2 separate regions of the Gossypium hirsutum genome follow, and region 1 is linked to region 2. The links are chromatin contacts, called in public Hi-C maps. All regions are on one chromosome and are shown on one strand. Each heading gives the region's core, a stretch centred on a gene start, on an enhancer-like site or on the middle of the called end of the contact. The rest is flanking DNA. Distances are from core to core; before and after follow the strand shown. Region 1 holds the start of LOC107887221 (flap endonuclease GEN-like 1). Region 2 holds the start of LOC107887225 (ATPase GET3A).

Region 1 (4,037 bases), core at 558-3,057, 140 kb after region 2:
TGTCAACTTTTTTTTTATTTATAGTGAGCTTAAAGTAATAGAATTTTATCGGTTAAACTGTGTTCAAAGTACTTATATTATTTTTACATTTAAAATTTAATCACTTTATTATTATTTTTAGGATATTACTTTCTCTAATTAAGTAAATTACATTAGTAGTCACTTAATTATTAGTAAAAAAAAATTTGTCACTCAATTATAAAAGTTGCAAAATTGTCACTCAACTATTTAATTTTATCTTTTTTTTTATCACCCACCATCTAACATAAAAATAGAAACACTAAAAAATCTAATATAGTTGGATGATCAAAAAAGATAAAATTGAATAGTTGAGTGACCATTTTGTAGCTTTTCATAGTTGGGTGACCAAAAATGAAATTTATTAATAGTTGTGTGACCATTTTTGTAACTTTTCATAGTTGAGTGACAAAAAATTACTAATAGTTGGGTGACTACTAGTGTATTTTGTCCTTTCAAATTTTATAATTTAAGTCCAATTGTTAATAATGTTAAATTTATTAAAAAAACACTAACTTGATAGTCATATAACAAATAAAATGACAATGTAATAAGCTTAAATCTAATAAAAAATTTAACGGTGTTAACAATTAGATTTACATTTTTAAATTTAAAAAATAGAGAGACTATCTTTAAAGTACAAAGAGTGGAATAACTTTTTACATAATTTAACTTTTTATCAATAGTAATTTACAATAGTAGAATTTATATTTAATAGATTGTTAGTGTATAAATTTATACACTTAGAATGAATTACGTGATGCTGATGTTAAAAAAATAGATACTTAAAAGCTTAAAAAAAAACTTAAAAGATTATACATTATGGTAAAGTAAGACCATTATTAAACAGAATTAAGGTATAATGATTTATTTGGCCCTTCAATTTTATAAAAAAAATTATTTTAGTTATTTATTTAATTTTTTGTCTTTTTTAATTCTTTAATTTGTTATTTTTTAAATTATCTCAAAATGAATAAAAAATTAATGTTTATAACTTTGTTAACGTGACATATACGTGGATTGTCAAGTCGATGACATGTGAACATTTAGTTAATTTTTTAAAATTAAAAAATACTAAAAAATATATTTTATATAATTTTAATACTTCTTAAATAATTTTAATGTTTTTAATTTTTAAAATTTTGTTTGAATTTTTAAAATTTTAAAAATTAATTAAATATTGATGTGTCATGCACATGACAATCCACATGTACGTTAACTAAGTTAAAAATATTAACTTTTCCATTTAAAATATAAAATATTGTGAATACATCCATATAAATTTAAATTGAATTATGTATCTATTTTTAGAGATTTTTATCAATATTATCCACATATAAATTTATAAATCAAAATATATCAAATAAAAACCCTAAAAATTTAAGCATTATTTTGCTGGTATTACATGGTATATATTTAAATTTACATGTTTTTTTTTTGGATTTAATAATTCATGTCATAATTTTATCCGATTACTATAAAAGTTAAATTAAGACAAAACATGATAGTGAGTTACAATGTATGTGAAATTAAAAAAAAAAAGGAAAAGAAACAAGATTGTTTGCAGATTCATAATATCAGACATGTCGCCATCTAAATATCTGTTATTTACACACTTCAACGTGCGATATCTTAGTTCCACCGATGCGTGGACCCCGCCGCCCCCCTCCCCTCTTTTCGATACAGCATCCAATGCTGACCCGACTCCCACATATTGGGCCAAGCCCTGCTTATGGTACCGTCTAATTTGGGCTTCGTTTTACGGCCCCCCGCCAAAGATCTTCCAAATGCTAAATGCCGAATTCCATTTCTCTTCGCTTCGTTTTCTTTTAATTTTCTTGTATTTTTCTTTTGAATATATCGGTTGCTTAAAATTGAAACTTTTTGGTGTTTGGAATGGGGGTGGGAGGCAAATTCTGGGAACTTCTAAAATCCTACGCTCGATTCGAAGGATTCGATTTCTTGAGAGACAAAAAGGTCGCCATTGATCTCTCCTTTTGGATCGTTCAGCACGAGACTGCCTTAAAAAATCAAGCTTTGAACCCTCATCTCAGGCTTACTTTCTTCCATACTGTTAACCTTTTCTCTAAGGTACATTCGATTTCTTTTTCTTAGTTACGCGAGTGAGATATTTAGAGTGTTGATTTTTTCTTTTTGGTTTAAATTGTTAACAGTTTGGAGTCTTTCCGGTGTTTGTTTTGGACGGAACTCCGTCGCCGTTGAAATCTCAAGCAAGGATGGTTCGGTTTTTCCGTTTCTCCGGCATTGATGCTTCAACTTCGAATGTGGCCGAAGAGGGTGTTTCCAAGGAGAGGAACTCGACATTTAAAAAATGTGTTAATGACTGTGTTGTGAGTTCATTTTTTCCCTCCCTTTTATTTACAAATTTGTTAGTAATTTATGTTAATTGAGGATGGGTGCTTTTTGTTGTAGGAGCTGCTTGAACTATTGGGAATGCCAGTGTTGAAAGCTAATGGTGAGGCTGAAGCATTGTGTGCTCGGTTAAATAGAGATGGTCATGTTGATGCTTGTATTACTGCTGACAGTGATGCATTCCTCTTTGGGGCTACTTGTGTTATTAAAAGTCTTAGGCCTAATTCAAAAGTTAGTTTGTTCCTACTTCACCAGTTAGTCATTCTTTTAATGTGCCCAATTTGTTAGTTACTTCCCTTTTCGAGATTTTTTGAAGCATGGGGATGTTATTTGATATGCAGGAACCGTTTGAATGCTACAATATGTCGGATATTGAAGCTGGTCTTGGACTGAAGAGGAAACACTTGATAGCCGTCTCTCTTTTGGTTGGAAATGACCATGACCTAAATGGCGTGCAAGGGATTGGGCTTGATAAAGCACTTCGTTTGGTACGAGGGTTTAGTGAAGATGAGATATTTGATAAGTATGCTTTTACATGTAAACTTGTCAAATTATTTGCTTCCTGTAGTTCTAGAGGGTATTTAGTGATATCATTCCATAACTGTCCAGACATGATGTTTTTGCAGATTATATGAAATAGGCAAAGGGCATGTACCACTATTTCAGGGTGAAATTAGATGTGCTGCTGATGCTACACCTTGTTCAGATGAGAGCTCACCAAAGGCAAAGCAGTCTCATTGCTCTTTCTGTGGGCACCCTGGCAGCAAAAAGGCTCATTTTAAGTCTTGTTGTGAATATTGTATTACTGATAGCAATGAAGGTTGCTTGAAAAAGTCTCAAGGGTTTAAGTGCAACTGCTCATCCTGTGATAAGGTTTATATTCTTATTTGTCTTGATTTTCTCTTTTGTTACCATTGTTACTACCTCACTGCCTATTGATCTGTTGTTTTGCTCTTTCATCATCTCGTATCACCTGATATGACTTTAAAAGCTGGGACTTCTGATGTTCTTAATTCAGACTGTGTTCCTAGTTTCATTGCTGAGTAGTTCATGGTGTCTGAATATCAGGTTAGAAAAGACAAGGACAAGAAGAAACATGAGAATTGGTGGATTAATGTTTGCAACTTGATTTCCAAGGAAACAAAATTCCCAAATGATGAGATCATTGAAATGTACATGTGCAACAATCACGGAGAGTTTACTGGTTTGTCCTACATACTCTCTTGTATCTATTTGCTTGGCCTTGACTTCTGCCAGCCTCCAAGTTGTTGAGTTGGGGTGTCAAGGACTAGTTATTCTTGTATGCATGAGTTTGTTATTCTTTTCATTTGATATTATTTCAAGGTCTAATTCGCTGTTTTAACAGATATATTTTTGGGTTGATCTTGATGTTATATTAAGATATTTACATCCTCCTATTGCAGAAAAAGGCCCTTTGCTGGAATGGGGAGATCCAAAAACTGACTTGCTAGTTGATTTCTTAGCTTATCATCAGTCATGGCAGCCGTCTTATATTCGGCAGCGGATGCTTCCAATGCTGTCCACCCTGTATTTGAGAGAGTTGGCGAGAAATCCAAATAAGACTTTGTTAGTTGGGCAGTATGAGTTTCATTCTATTCAACGTGTGAAGATAAGATATGGGCATC
Region 2 (3,890 bases), core at 529-3,028:
TACAAACTTTACAATGATATAGAAGACGAACTCGGAAGAAAGTATTGAACGAACTGATCACTAGAAATAAGATATTCAAGAAAGATTAGTAGTTTTTTTTTTTTTTTTTTTGAAATGCTGCTAAAGGATAATATAAAATTTTATTATACCTGACTCAATATGCCACCAAATTTGCTTTTTAATGACATCATTTTTGCGAGCCCCTTCTCTAATGTAGAAGGAAACTGTAAAAGCCGAAGAGTATGTCCAGTTGGTGCAGTGTCGAATACGATGCAAGAATAATCCATTGTTTGTACCAATCTGCAGGAAAAGGATTACATTCAGACAACAAAAGATCAAAAGGCGGATGAAAAAAACACCAGCAGAAGGCAAAAAAGGGCATGCAAAAAAAAAAAGTTTAAAAAGAAAGAAGCCATCATAATTAATCTAAAATATTTGGGGAAAGAAGGGGTAATTTTCAAATAAATCCTACTATCATCAACCGGTGGAAATGAGGATAAAAACAGTACGAAACAAGCAAAGTCCTCGATTTGACCACTCTATTTATTTAGGTCACACTTGAATAAAAGAATTAAAACTTTCAAAGCTAAAACCTAGAGAATGGGTTCAATCAGCACTGCTGATCAGTAATATTTCCTAAACAAGAAATGTAGTAGTGAATGCCCTTTTCTGAGACTGGCTAATTAAGAACACACTGAGAGAGAAAGTTGAAAGCCTTTAATAAAACATCCATAGCAACCATTACCTTGTTTGAAAAAAATATCAATATAAAAAAAAAAACCCAAAAGAAGCAATAAACAGCTAATGCATCTCAATGATTTATCACACAATCAAAGCATCAAACAGAAGGAGAAGATGTCTTACTTAAGCATCTCAGCAAAGCTCATTGCCTCATCAATTCCTGGAATTGCATTTGCCAAGTCAGAAAATAAACTATCCATTCCTTCAGGTCCATTCACATCTTCGTTTTCCACAGTAGGATCCACTTCCTATTATGCATCATTAATAGTAAACAATTAAGGGACAAAATAGTGACAAAAATCGGCAAAATCATATTATGAAGTTTTACCAACACAGAAGCTAAGCATTAAGCAGGGTGAATCGATTACCAGGTTACAATGAAAAATCATACTTTGTTTCAAGTGAAAGAAGTTAAAATTGGAGAATTTACGGACTAGGTATTTGCAATCAAACTCAAAACAGGACAAATCTCAAAACCCCGAATTTACAAAAAAAAAAGAGTAAATCTCAGAAAAAGAAAAAAGGAAAGCAAATCCACGAATACCCAGAAAGCAAAATTAAATAAGAAGGGTACCATGGCATATAAATTGTTGAAGCCATTGACCAAAGTGGGAGTCTTAGTGAATCGTTGTTGGAAAGCATCGCTGAGATTATGAGCAGGATCGGTGGATATAATCAAGACAGAGGATCGGACCCGAGCCAGAAGGATGGAAAGAATCGAGCTACAAGTGGTTTTACCAACACCTCCTTTGCCACCAACGAAAACCCATTTCAAGCTATCTTGGTCCAGTATGTTCTGGATAGTTGCCTCTGGTAATTCGTGATTCTCTGCCATTTTTTTTCTAACACACTTCGGTTCTTCTTCTTTTCTCGGAAAAGAATTTGAAGCACCCAGAAAGTCTAGGAAGAAAATCGAAGTTTATATTTGTCGGAGGCTTTTCTTTTCTTTTCTTTTCTTGGTTTCGTGTTTTCAAAACAAAGCACAAATCCAACCCGTCTAAAGTTCGTCGTAGGACTCGATTTGTGTCCAAGCGGCGTATGAAAAATCTAATTGAATAGAGATTTATTTTATTTAGGTTAATTAACCTATAGTCCCTATACTCTTAGGACCTTTAAAATTTAGTCTCTTTACTTTAATAATTGAAATTCAACCGGTAACATTATTAATAACTTACACAAATGTGTAATATTTTAATACTCAAAGTTTCAATTTAAAAATTAAATTTCAATTGATAATATATAATTAAATTTTAGAAAATAATTAACAATCAAATCAAATAAGTAAAAGGAGTAAATTCAAAAGTAGAGATTATAAATTTAAAAAATCCAAAGAGTATAGGAAATGGAAGTATAATTAGACATTTTATTTATTGAAATTCATTATAAATCTATGTTAATAATATATATCATTTTTAAAATGTTTTATACAAAAAATTCTTTTTCTATAAAATGCCTAACCAAATCTACTTAAACATGTTTAAATACAAATCTTCTTTATTGCTATAATAATATCAATCGCAACTAAATCAAGAGCGAAGCCAGAATTTTTTTTTTCAGAGGAGGCCAGAACTAAATTATAATTTTTATAATAATAAAAATATAATTTCACCATTTTAATAGCTTATATATTTATAATTTTAAAATGATTAAATCAAATTTTTATCATTTGTAAGAGAGGCCAAAGTACAATTTTACTTTTATTAATTTAAAATTTTAAAAAACTTAAATAATAATTTTTTTTGACAAAAAAAACTACCTGAAGGTCAACCTTATTTTATTGCATCTCGAATAATAACATAGTGGATTTCCAAAAGATAATCCAAATTAAACATCAAATCACATCTGTTATTAATAGCAATTTTACACAGCAAATCCGCAACTTCATTACTGTTTCTATCAATCCAATTAAAATGGATCGCTTCAAAATTTCTAATACCCCTGCATTCCTGTTTCATGCAGCAGCCGAAAATAGTGACATCCTTATCACGGTTTTTGATTGTATTAATGAGAGTAGCGTTGTCAGACTCCATAATAGGCTTGGACAATTTTAAATTTGAGGCCAACTTCAAGCCCAAAGTCAACGCCTCTAGCTTTGCCCAAACAGCATCGATGGCCTTATTTGCGAAGCCATAGCAGCCAGCAAGCACAAACCCATCAGCCTCTCTCGCAATAGCCCCATAGCAGATACACCCATTTAACACTGCTGCATCCACATTGATTTTAATAAAATCTTTAGGGGGTTTCATCCAACCTTTACACACCGAGTAGGGGGAATCACAGGGGGTTCATTCAAATTAAAAATTCTAAAATCATTACTATGGGTCTGTGCCCTTTCCCACACCACCATAGCTGGATCGTTTTTGCCCTGGAAAACCATCTTGTTTCTGTTGTTCCAGCAGTTCCATAGGAGCGTGAAGAAGCCAGTAGCAGCCTTAGAGTCAAGCTCACGCAAGATATCTTCAACCAGTCAATGCAGCGAACATAGTTTCTGTCAAGAAGCCTATTGTTTAAGCCTCCGATAATAAGGGTTTCACGAACCTTCAGGCACTCTTTCAGAGCATGGATATGAGTCTCCTCACTGTTTTTACATCTCAGACATGTTGTAGAGAAATTATGACGGATGCACCTTTACAGCCCCTAGCTACACCCTGAACTAAACTAAAGTTCATTTGATTAATAAGAAGCTCTTATAATTTAATAAAATGATATATTTGTTAAAAAAATTTAAAACATATGTTTACTGAATCTTAGCTCGATTGGCATGAGCATTATTATCAATGCAAGAGGACATGGATTCGAGTGCATTGAAATATATTATCCTCCTATTTATGAGAGGGGCTACGGGTAGTTCTAAACATTGTGTTAAAAAGAATAGATATGATTAGAACTTATAATGAGATTATTCAAAAAAAATTAAAACATATAATATTTATTTTTAAAATATTCATAAATTTTGACCTCAGCGGGTTGATAAATGTACTTGAAATTTCATCTATCATCTATGACATCAACTTATAATGAAAGATAAAATATTAATACTTTTTTGCCCCTATATTATAGTTAAATTATCACTTTAATACTTATACTATATTTTTCTGTTAGAGTTTGTGTGACCTAAATTTCTATTAAAAAAAAGTGACAAGATAATG

Evidence for each region. A called contact is a pair of places that touch in the nucleus more often than the background predicts.
Region 1: a contact with region 2 is called in a Hi-C map of leaf, with 4 times the contacts expected there. The contact joins the promoter of LOC107887221 here to the promoter of LOC107887225 in region 2. A contact is called at or near these places in 18 of 34 Hi-C or Micro-C datasets (callus, fibers, hypocotyl and 3 more).

The regions. Positions count from the first base shown.
Region 1 is chrA08:103,773,890-103,777,926 of Gossypium_hirsutum_v2.1, forward strand. LOC107887221 (flap endonuclease GEN-like 1) reads left to right here and starts at 1,808. Exons shown (of 8, transcript XM_016811396.2): 1 at 1,808-2,109; 2 at 2,193-2,369; 3 at 2,452-2,622; 4 at 2,733-2,914; 5 at 3,018-3,264; 6 at 3,460-3,595; 7 at 3,816-4,037. The coding sequence starts at 1,915.
Region 2 is chrA08:103,633,504-103,637,393 of Gossypium_hirsutum_v2.1, forward strand. It overlaps LOC107887225 (ATPase GET3A), which reads right to left and starts at 1,779. Exons shown (of 7, transcript XM_016811401.2): 1 at 1,316-1,779; 2 at 865-989; 3 at 150-300. The coding sequence starts at 1,576.